Linked DNA regions of Hordeum vulgare: region 2 is linked to region 1. A link is a contact called in public Hi-C data. All regions are on one chromosome and are shown on one strand. The core of a region is the stretch at or near the end of the contact, and the rest is flanking DNA. Distances in the headings are between cores, read along the strand shown.

The links. Hi-C and Micro-C count contacts between places; a contact is called where the count stands out from the background.
Region 2: a Hi-C map of leaf shows a contact between it and region 1, with 2.3 times the contacts expected there. The contact joins the enhancer-like site here to the promoter of LOC123395482 in region 1. A contact is called at or near these places in 2 of 6 Hi-C or Micro-C datasets (leaf and seedling).

The regions. Positions count from the first base shown.
Region 1 is chr5H:405,208,152-405,214,370 of MorexV3_pseudomolecules_assembly, reverse strand. LOC123395482 (molybdopterin synthase catalytic subunit-like) reads right to left here and starts at 1,263. Exons shown (of 1, transcript XM_045090486.1): 1 at 370-1,263. The coding sequence starts at 1,217. The coding sequence ends at 495.
Region 2 is chr5H:405,506,145-405,511,734 of MorexV3_pseudomolecules_assembly, reverse strand. It overlaps LOC123395186 (protein NO VEIN-like), which reads left to right. Exons shown (of 11, transcript XM_045090126.1): 11 at 1-1,120. The coding sequence ends at 924. Among protein-coding and RNA genes, the nearest start is that of LOC123395186, 19 kb to the left of the region's middle. Within about 2 kb of position 1,819, at least 1 of the 3 cell types and tissues checked has open chromatin away from gene starts, as enhancers often do. A contact at or near this core is called in leaf, where this site is marked.

The DNA of each region.
Region 1 (6,219 bases), core at 14-2,513:
GATCTGTTATAATCCTACGTTAATCTCGCTCTATCTACGGGGCGCACAGTAGGCTGGTCGGCGGTTCTGATTGCTTAGGCGATCCGAATGATTAAACAGTGACATTCTTGGTGTCCGATGATAGCAGTCTATGAAGATTGCTATCAACCGGCCAATGTGTCTGTCAAGATCTCTTTTGATCACAATCTGAGAGGGACTGACGGGCGCCAAATTCCCAGCCACAGCGACGAAGCATCAGCCTTTTATGTTGATCTGAACGGTGAACGCTCTTAAATTTCATACTGCTGCCACACCACATGATTTGCTGAAACGTGATACGTATTCGAACTTCGCACATTATTTTCCTAACAGGATTTGCACCGAGCAGCGTAACACAATGTGCGTATGTATTCGAACTGCACGTTTCTCTTGCTCGCAAATTTTTCAAAATTACAAGGGAGAAGGGAATAGAAAAGAACTCCATGTTCGCGCGATCGCGATCCGGCGGCTGCTACTCATGAGCTGACCCTCACCTTGCTGCCGCAGCAGCCGCCGCCGGAGCCGCCGTGGCCGGCCGGCCTGCCCTTCTTGTCGGCGTCGGTGCGGTCGAGAAACTCGCGGTTCTCCTTCCACACCTCGCCGTCGTCGTACACCTCCTTCTTCCAGATGGGCACGGAGGCCTTGATCTCGTCGATCACGTAGCGGCACGCGTCCATGGCGTCCGCGCGGTGCACCGCCGAGGCCGCCACGAACACGCTGGCCTCGCCGGCGGGGACCGTCCCGAGGCGGTGCGCCACGGCCAGCCGGCACAGCGCGTGGGCCGCGCGGGCCTCGCGGAGGATGGCCTCGAGCCGGCGCCGCGCCATGGACCCGTACGCCTCGTACCGCAGCTCCACCACGCGCCTCCCGTCGAAGTGGTCCCGCGTGGTGCCCTCGAAGGTGGCGATGGCGCCCGCCGACAGGTCGCGGACGTGGTCCACGTACCGGCCCATGTCCAGCCGGCCCGATCCCTCGTCCAGGATCTCCACCAGGTCCTGGCACGCCGCCTCCGTCGTCGGGGCCTCGTCGCCGGCCATCGAGGGGAGCTTGTGCGCCCGCGCTGCTGGTGCTTGGATCACGGAGCTCGGGCGCTCGAAGTCGTCGGTGGCGCAGCGAGATAAGGTTTGGTGGAGGAGAGGAGAGGAGAGGAGAGGAACCACGGAAGTGCCCTGCGGCTTTCTTATTTTATATTTTATCATCCTGCTCCCAGCATCGGAGACTTTTTTTTTAATTCGATTTCGGCCTCAAGCGGCACAGTATTTCCAGATACTGCCTATTTGGGACTTCTCTAATTCATATAAAATACAGTTCCGTTTCATTAAATTCATTTTAAAACGGTTTCACACGGAAATTGTAACTCTCTTAAAAAAATTGTTTGGCTTTCATCCAGCTATAATTTTAAAAATGAAAATTTTGATTAAAAAATATATCTGACTGAATGAGTAAGAAAAAAATTGAAGAAGTATCCATTTACTGATGATAGCAGTGGGTAATTTTCTGCCAGCTTCAGTTTTTATATTTTTTTCAAAACATCTTTTAAAAAACTTCATAAAAGATATGAAGTTGTGTCTTAGATTTTAGTTTTTATACGAAGCGACAAGTAATGAAGATATCTTGTTTGACTTGTGTTTTTAGAGCTGAACTAAATTTTAAGAAACGGAATAGTTTCAAACAGGCCTAACTATGTAGCAGTGTAAGTCAGATTTGTCGCTCAATGAACACAGCGGAAGAAAAAGAAAGTAGTCCTACGAGCGAGCATGTCAGATATAGCAAAGTTCGTCCTGATTACTTGCGATCATGTGCACTCCCGTCCCGTGCGATTGAGATCGAATGGCTCTGCCTGCGGTGAGCAATCAATGGGTTGACTCAGTCCAAACCTGCTACAAATGTCTGCCTCGAAGAATTGAACCAGCTACTCCAGTACACAGGGAGTATTTCATTGCTCTACTTTAATAGAACTTGTTGCACGGATAGAAATATAGAACACATCGCAGATGTTTTAACATTCAAAGCTGAGGAAAACTTAGTACCATAATTGCAAACGATGCTCGCGCTCCATTAAATTCATTTTAAATTCATTTTCAAACGGTTTCACACGGAAATTGTAACTCTCTTAAAAAAATTGTTTGGCTTTCATCCAGCTATAATTTTAAAAATGAAAATTTTGATTAAAAAATATATCTGACTGAATGAGTAAGAAAAAAATTGAAGAAGTATCCATTTACTGATGATAGCAGTGGGTAATTTTCTGCCAGCTTCAGTTTTTATATTTTTTTCAAAACATCTTTTAAAAAACTTCACAAAAGATATGAAGTTGTGTCTTAGATTTTAGTTTTTATACGAAGCGACAAGTAATGAAGATATCTTGTTTGACTTGTGTTTTTAGAGCGGAACTGAATTTTAAGAAACGGAATAGTTTCAAACAGGCCTAACTATGTAGCAGTGTAAGTCAGATTTGTCGCTCAATGAACACAGCGGAAGAAAAAGAAAGTAGTCCTACAAGCGAGCATGTCAGATATAGCAAAGTTCGTCCTGATTACTTGCGATCATGTGCACTCCCGTCCCGTGCGATTGAGATCGAATGGCTCTGCCTGCGGTGAGCAATCAATGGGTTGACTCAGTCCAAACCTGCTACAAATGTCTGCCTCGAAGAATTGAACCAGCTACTCCAGTACACACGGAGTATTTCATTGCTCTACTTCAATAGAACTTGTTGCACGGATAGAAATATAGAACACATCGCAGATGTTTTAACATTCAAAGCTGAGGAAAACTTAATACCATAATTGCAAACGATGCTCGCGCTCCAACTTAGCACCTTTCTCTTGTTCTTAGTTTTTGGAGGACTCCAAACACCTTCTCGTTTATGCAATCTGGATTTCAAAATCCCAGCCCACTGCATAATATGTCTTGATCGGTCTAGCCTCACGTGCATCGAATATTTTTCGGCATTCCCTATTTAGGGCTGCAGGCGTCCGTTACATTGCTAACGGGCTAAGATGATATGCTTGGGGATCGAACACAAGACCTAATGGTTCGCTGAGACCGCAGTAACCACTAGGCCATCAGATATATGCGACTACGTTTTTTCCTGTCGTCCATTTAATTCTCTTTTTTCTCTTTTTTCCTGTTTGCTACTGTGTTCGACGTTTTATTTATTTATTTATTTTCTCAAATGTGTGGATTATTTTTCTAAAATTATTGAAGATTTTTTCAGTTTAATGAACTTTTTTAAAATTCGATGAATTGTTTTCGAAATTGATGAACTTTTTCTCATATTCGATGAACTTTTTTTTCAAAATCGATTTTTTTTTAAATTCGATAAACTTTTTTTTAAGTTGATGAATGTTTTCAAATTCGATGAACTTTTTTCTAAATTCGGTGAACTTTTTTCAAAACCGGTGAACTCTTTTCAAATTCGATGACCTTTTTTCTAAAATTGGTGAATTTTTTTTGGAAATCGATGAACATTTTTAAAAAACTGTGAACTTTTTTAATTTATATATTTTTTATGATTTTTTCTTCTTCTATAATATTAAAGTCAATGGTTGATCAGTCAATTGGTCAATCGTGACCGTATAAAACAGTTGTGGCCCGAACGAGCGATCGATTAGGCGGGGCGAGTGGAGCGCTCGCCACATGAGCCTACCCACTTGGCGTTCCAGCAGGTGTCGGTTGGCTTCTGTGGCGCCGAACACGCGGAATAGAAGCTCCCTTATGTTTCGCCTTAAACGACACTGTCGGGATCGATCACGTAAGGTTTCATCGACATGCATTGTATTGGGCTGGCCAGCTCGTGCGAGCTAGTGATTAAGAGGGTGTTTGGTTGGGCTTCCAGCCAGCTTTCGTCTACCGGCTTCTAAGCCAAAAGCTCCTATTTAGGGGCTTCCGGCTGCAGCTGTGGCTTTCGGCCTTGTCACAGCCGGAGCCGAAAGCCACAGCTGCAGCCGGAAGCCCCTAAATAGGAGCTTTTGGTTTCGAAGCCGGAAGCCGGAAGCTGGCTGGGAGCCCAACCAAACACCCCCTAAATATAGAGGCAAAATAAAAATCGAAGAACCAAGGTTCAATCCATAGTTTCAAGTTAGATTTCGGCTGCTGCTAGCCACTCTACCTAGGGCCATCTGGTGATTAATTGTTGGGTGCGTCGTACTTGAGGCTATTCTAACCGGGGTTTTTCTTTCTGTTTTTCTTATTTATTTATTTTTTCTTCTCCATTTTATTTTAATTCTTTCTTCCATTTTCTTTCTTCTTTTCTGTTTTCTTGCATTTTATTTCTTATCTTTTTTGTTTGTTTTTTCTTGTCCATTTTTTTTCCTTATATTTGTTTCTGTTTTTACTCAAAAAATTTATATACGTCATTTTTTTAATAAGTGATTAACATTTTTGGTATATACGTTTAACATTTTTCAAGCTCTTATTCAATACTCTTAAATAATTATTAAACATTTTAATACCTATTTAATATTTTTCAAATACATGTTTAAGATTTTTAAAATACGTATTCCTCATTTTATAATACTTGTTAAATATTTTAAAAAGCTTGTTTAACATTTTGAATATTTATGCAACATTTTCAAGTAGTTGTTCAACATTTTCAAATACCTTCTAATAACTATTTAAATACTTTTTCAACATTTTCTATACATGATCAACTTTATTTCAATACCTGTTTAGCATTTTAAAAATAATTTTCATATTTTTTAGAAACTTGAGTTTCGTTATTAAAATGGTTGATTAATATTTTTATATGTATGATCAATTTTTTTTAAAATACTTCTTCAACAATTTTCAAATACCTATTCAACAATTTTCAAAAAATTATTTTATATTTGTAAATATATTTTCAGCATTTTTAAATGTATAAATAGATAATTTTTTATAATATATACATTTATAATATTTAAAAGTATAAAGAAAATTAGAAAAACAAAAAAGACATAAAGAACAGAAAAATAAGACTGTGGGCTCCCGGGCTGGTGAACTGGCCCATCTAGGTCTCTCCGTTCAGCGATGGCTCGCCGTTCGCTTGCGTAACATATGGCACCTAATTTTCACGACGCCCATATCAAAACTTTCCTTTTTCGTTTTACAAGTCTCATTTGTATTGTTTTCCATCACACATTCATATATCGAGGCACAATAAATCACTACATGCAAGGATTAAAAACTCATCAATACATGTAGAAGTTCTTAATTAATTATTGGTCATGCATGCATGCATTATACTCCCTCCGTTCCTAAATATAAGTCTTTTTAGAAATTCCACTATGAACTACATACAGATGTATATAGACATACTTTAAAGCCTAGATTCACTCATTTTGCTTTGTATGTAGTCTGTAGTGGAATCTCTAAAAAAACTTATATTTAGGAACAAAGGGAGTAATTAATATATTGGTAAACACAATTGCTTGAGAAAAAAGAGTGCATTAGTTGAGAACTTTTGAAAACTCTGAAAATTATTCCATCGCTCATGATCTATCTTGGTTGGTGAGTTTTTGTGTTGAGCCATATAAACCGAAACGAAGGGACAATCACACGTATTGATTTCCTTTCTCAGGCAAGCCCTTACTGATTTCTAACATCTGCACTACACCAAGACGTTATTGGGCGGCCCAATAACGGAGCTACACGAAGATTTATTTTTTATGCGGTTTCTTTATTGGTTTTTTCACTCTCTTATATGTTTTTTTTCCAGTTTTTCCTTTTCTTTTTCTTCAGATATATTTTTTCTTACTTCAGTTCTTTAGTTTTCTCAATACATGTCGAATTTTTTATGTACATTACACTTTTTTTGTATACACCAGGATAACTTTTATATACATGTTAACATTTAACAAATACGTGTCCAATATTTATAAATATAAATTTAGATGTTTAATTTTTTCATACATACTGTATGTTTTCAGTATACATGTAAAACATATTACATACGTTTAATATTTTCCAACTACATGATTAACATTTTACAAACACTTTTTGTGAACATGTTTTCAAATATGTGTGAAACCATCTCTTAAATACACGTCGAAGCATTTTTAATAGTATATGAAACTTTTATTTACATTGTATAAACATTTTTTATAAATTTCACCAACATATTTTTGAAATGCATGAACATTTTAATAAAATTAACATGATTTTTTTAATGGTATGAAACATTTTTCTAAAATACATGAAAACATTTTTGCAAGGTATACT
Region 2 (5,590 bases), core at 570-3,069, 300 kb before region 1:
TTTAGTTCCCCAACAGCTGAACTCCAACCTCCGGATGAACCCAGACACCCCCTCAAGCGTAAGAAAAACCCAGGAATCATTGGAAGCCACCCACCAAATAATCCTGAAACAGCACCTGATCTTGAAACCTCTTACGTAAGCCAGCAAGAGATAAAGGCGAATGATATTGCATCTTCACCAGAGCTTAGCAACCCTGTCAAGTGTGGACGCATGGAGGATACTTCCGTTCCCGTCAAGGTTGAAGGGGATAATGCCGTGAAAGAGGACTCAACAACAGAACATATGCTAGGCGTACAGAGTACTATGGAAGTTGATGATGAGCCTGCTTGTTTGGACTTGGAAGCAGGAAGCTCACCAAGTCTGATTGATGAAACTGATTTAACTGACGTTGATGAGAAACTCGCTGATGTTGCAGAAGATGGAAGCGAGTTAGGAGCTGGCACGCCTGGTAAAGCCACAGTTCACAAGCAAGATGAGCGGTTAAGAACCGGCAGGCTTGGTGAAGCTGCGGTACACCAATACCTTGTCAGGCAGCTGGGATCTAGCAATGTCAAGTGGGTGAACGAAGAGAAGGAATCTGGCCTCCCCTATGACATTGTCATCACGCCTGAGGGTGGCGCCGCAGAGTATGTGGAGGTGAAGGCGACCGTGACTTCAAACAAGGACTGGTTCCACATCACACCCAATGAATGGCAATTCGCGCTAGAGAAAGGGGATTCGTTCAGCATCGCCCATGTCGTCCTGAAAGGTTCAGAGAAAGCTAATATAATGATGATGAAGAATCCGCAGAAGCTCTGCCACCAGAAGGTGGACGACTTGAATTTTGCTCTTGTTATGTCGAAAAAGTATCGAAAACTCAATCAAATCTCAGTTTCGTTGAAGCCCGATGCCAAATCGCCGACCCCCGATGAATCTGCATCTTGATCGAGCCTTTTGTGATGCAACGATGCCTCCGTGATTTCTAACTCTTAGATTTTGTATATATCTGGTGTAGCACTGTAGCTCATGTGTAAAAAAGCGCTAGTGTAGCTCTCTAACCTGTGCTTCTGGCGGATGTTACTTGAACGTGTTTAGTGATGGCAATCTGATGAGTGGATGTCTGTCTCCAGTTTACGATTAACTTGTGCTATCCATCATTACCCCGCTAGAAAAACACAGCACTACTCCCTCGTTTCTAAATTTAGCACATTTTAGGTTTCTAAATATAACACATTTTAGAGGTTTCAATACAAACTACATATGGATGTATGTAGAGGGTGTTTGATTGGGCTTTCATCCGACTTTCGGTGGTTGGAAGCCCAACCAAACACTTCAGTAGACGTACTTTAGAGTGCAGATTTATTCATTTTATTTCGTATATAGTTTAAATTAATTTTTTTTAAATGGCTTATATTTAGAAAGCATCTAATAATATTATGGAGGTTGATGGAGAGCTCGCTGTTGGAGTAATATCTACCTTTGATGGGTTAAATATTTCTGTGCGGATGATGGTTGCATCAGCTGTTTAACATGCGCGTAGCAAGAACTTTGGTGGAGTGAGTGTTCAAGGGCGAAGTCAGATGAGAGGGCAGCTAGGGTCATCTTCTCCAAAGCAACAGTATTGCTATCTTTCATTGGATTCGATCGCCTCTGCAGGAATCCATTTTACCGTCAATGATGTGGCAGCAAGTTAATGATGTTTACTCGTTCGCCAAGAAATATTTACATGAAATTCACGTGAATCAAAATATCAGATAGAAGGTGAGGACCTAGCTTGATAAGCCAGAGTGGTCAAAGTCGTCTAACGCGATTCAGCAGCGAGCACGGCCGCTGGTCTGGTGAGTTGTCTCTGTCCATCTTCCGCTTCCAGCGCTGAGGATAGTTTCCCCTCACTTTCCCAACGACTAGTGCGTATGAGTTACCATGGACGGTGAGGCCAAGAGCGTGCATTTTGACCGTGTCCCATCACTATACAGGTAAATGCTCCGGAAATTCATCCATAACTACTTATTGAATGAGGTAGCTTGTGCCTGGATAGATCATTTGCTTGAGTTGATCAACAAGACAAGTACTGTGTTCCGCAAAAAGAAAAAAAAAAGAAAAAAAAGACAAGTATTGTGTTCAAAATCAAACCCAGGAAAATAACCCAGGAAAATAACCCAAAAAAAAAAAAACAAGACGAGAAAGAGTCAAATCCCTATTACGCAAAATATGACCCGGCGTCGATAGCCGTATTGCGGGTATGATATGCGAAGAACATATTTCTTGCCGATGCAAAATATGTTGGATTATAGATGGGTTTAGACCCGATAAGATAATGATTCCTAGTTAATCTCTATGGTCCATGTGGGTGTACGGTAAGTGGTGAAAGTTTAGTATCATACCGCTACAGTAGTAAGAATGATATCCTTTTATAAGGGTTGCTCTATCACATGCCATTAAAAGTTTGAAAAGAGAAGTTGTACACGCACGCTCCTCCTCCTATGCCGCCCGTCTCATCACGACGCGCGCAGACTTGGTCGTGGGTCTGGCCCTGGCCCATCTATCGATGACCTTTATAAGGAGACGCCGTTTGTGGAGTGAAACCTAATCCGTTCGTTCTCTCACTTTTTATACAACCCTAGATCGTGTGCTGCTTCCGGCGATCCCATCTCCACGACCTCGTTCACGGTTAGTCGGGAGAGCAGGCGCCTCCGAAACCCCGTCGTTTGAGATCCTACCCGGGAGAATGGCAATAAGGTTTTGGGGGAGCGTCTCGGCGAGACTTGCTCCGTCTCCGTTCTCCTCTGTTTCGACTACTTCTTGTCGTCGTTGCCGGCTGCTGCTACCGTCGTCGCGTTGCCTTGGCCAGCCGGAGGGTATGATAAGTTCATCCCTCATTTACTCGTTCTCGTGCTAGCCATATATGCCATGTTCATTGATATTTTGTTTCTATGTACTACACGTGCCAGTATGCTTAGTATTAGTGTGAAGTGCATACTGTATTTATCATGCTTGTTATTTGCTCGTGGATTAGTCTAATCGGGAAAGTGCTAATATTTCCAACAATCCAAAAGCCTTATTTTAGGCACTTTTCTATTCATGGCTTCACCGCTACACTGAAACTAGAAAAGTTTACTAGAACGCATTTTAAGCGTTGGTAGACGAGGACCACCTTGTGGCTCACAACTTTGAATGTGTTCTCGACCGGTGCTGTGGATCCCGCAGAACGATTGCTCCTGAACAGGAGAAGGCGTTCAGGGAGGCCACCACCGTCTTTGCGGGAGCCGTTCTTCCTATGATCGGAAACAAGTTGGTCGACACATATCTTCATATGCGCGTTACCAAAAACATGTGGGATGCACTCGAAGCTAAGTTCCGCGCAACCGATGCTGGAAGCGAACAGTATGCTATGAGCATTTCCATGATTACATGATGGTTAATAACCATCCTGTTTTGGACCAGGCTCATGAGATACAGTACCCTCGCTAAGGAGCTGGAGCTCTTGAAGTGTGAGTTATCGGACAAGTTTGTCGCGAGTTGTATTATTGTAAAACTCCCTCGTGGATGGAGGAACTTTGCTACTTCTCTCAAGCACTTAAGACGTGAATTCTCTGTTTAGGATGCCATCGTTCATCTAAGTGCCGAGCAGAACTAAGAGCAAAGGACTCACACGTGAAAGTGGTAGAGGGTTCTTCTAGTGCCAATGTGGTCCAGAAGAATTTTCACAAGTTCAAGGGAAAGAACTCTGTCCAGCAGAATACTACCTTCAAGAAGAAGGGTAAGAAGAAAGACAAAAAGAGCGATGGCTGCTTTACTTGTGGCTCAGAGGAACATTGGGCAAACAAGTGTCCAAACAAGTACAAGAAGTTAGGACATGACTCCAAGTCTATCAATGTGACTATGAGCAACACTAATGGGGCAACCGGGTATGCTAATTTGTCTATTGTACTTTCAATTTGTTAGTCCACCGATTGGTGTGGTGACACTGGGGCCAATATTCATGTGTGTGCTGATATGTCATTGTTCTCTTCTTATCAGGTCGCACGAGATTGCTCCATCCTGATGGGAAATGGCTCGCATGCTTCTGTTCATGGTGTTGACACGGTAGATCTGAAGTTTACTTTGGGAAAGATCGTGGCACTGAAGAATGTGCGGCATGTCCCCGCTATCAAGAAGAATCTCGTTAGTGGCTCCCTTCTATGTAAATAAGGGTTTAAGTTAGTATTCGAGTCTAATAAAGTAGCTGTATCTCGGTATGGACTGTTTGTTGGAAAAGGATATGATTGAGGAGGTTTGTTCCGCATTTCCCTAGCGGATTTTTGTAATAACGTTGTGAACCAAATTCATTCTAATGTGAACGAATGTGAGATTTGACATTCACGTCTTTGCCACACTAATTTCGGTTGTATGATGTGGCTAGCTAAGATGAATTTAATGTCGAGTTTCACTTTAGCGAGAGGCTCTAAGTGCCATGTGTATGTGCAAGCTAAGCAACCTCGTAAGCCTCACAAGGCTGCGAACGAGAGACACCTGGCATCGCTGGATCTCATACATTCAGATCTCTGCGAAATGAATGGTGTGTTGACTAAAGGAGGAAATAAATTTTTGATGATGTTGATTTATGATTCCACTAGATTTTGCTATGTGTATTTGTTAAATACTAAGGATGAGGCTCTACACTACTTTAAAATCTATAGGCAGAAGTTGGGAACCAACTTGAAAATAAAATAAAACGAGATCGGTTTGATCATGGTGGAGAGTACTTTTCTAATGAGTTCGATTTATTCTGTGTGAAGCATGTTATTATTCATGAGAGGACACTTCCGTACCCACCCGAGTCAAAAGGGGTTGCTGAACGGAAAAGACATACTCTTACAAATTTGGTTAACGCCATGTTAGATACATCGGGTTTATCCAAGGCATGGTAGGGGGAGGCTGTATTGACATCATGTCATGTCGTGAATAAAGATCCCACGGAGGATAATGGGACTACTCCATTTGAGCAATGGGAAAATAAAAGAAATACCCTCTCTTACTTGCACACTTGGAGCTGTTTGGCGAAAGTCAATGTGTCGATAACCAAAAAAGTAAGTTGGGACCAATGACCGTGGACTGTGTTTTTATGGCTTATGCGAAGCATAGCGTCGGCTATAGATTTCTATTGGTGAAATCTGATGTACACGACGTGAAGGTCGGTACGATCATGGGGTTTAAAGATGCTACATTCTTTGAGGATATTTTTGCCATGAGAGATATGTAAAGCACTTCTAGACTAGAATCTAATGAGGCTCGTGAACCTTCCATTTTGATGGAATATTATGAACACAAAGGTGATGAAAGTTCCACGGAGGATGATGAGGAAGCTCATGTTAGGAGAAAGAGACAAAGGACTGCAAAGTCTTTTGGTGATGATTTCCTCGTGTACCTCATGGATGATGACACTCCCACATCCATTTCAGAAGCCTATGCATCACCAGGTGCTGACTACTCGAAAGATGCGGTCCGTGGCGAGATGGGTTCCATCTTGGCTAACGGTACCTGGGAGATCACTGATCGTCCTTATGGTTGCCAACCATTGGGATGTAAGTGGGTGTTCAGTAAGAAGCTTACGCCCAATGGTATTGTTGAG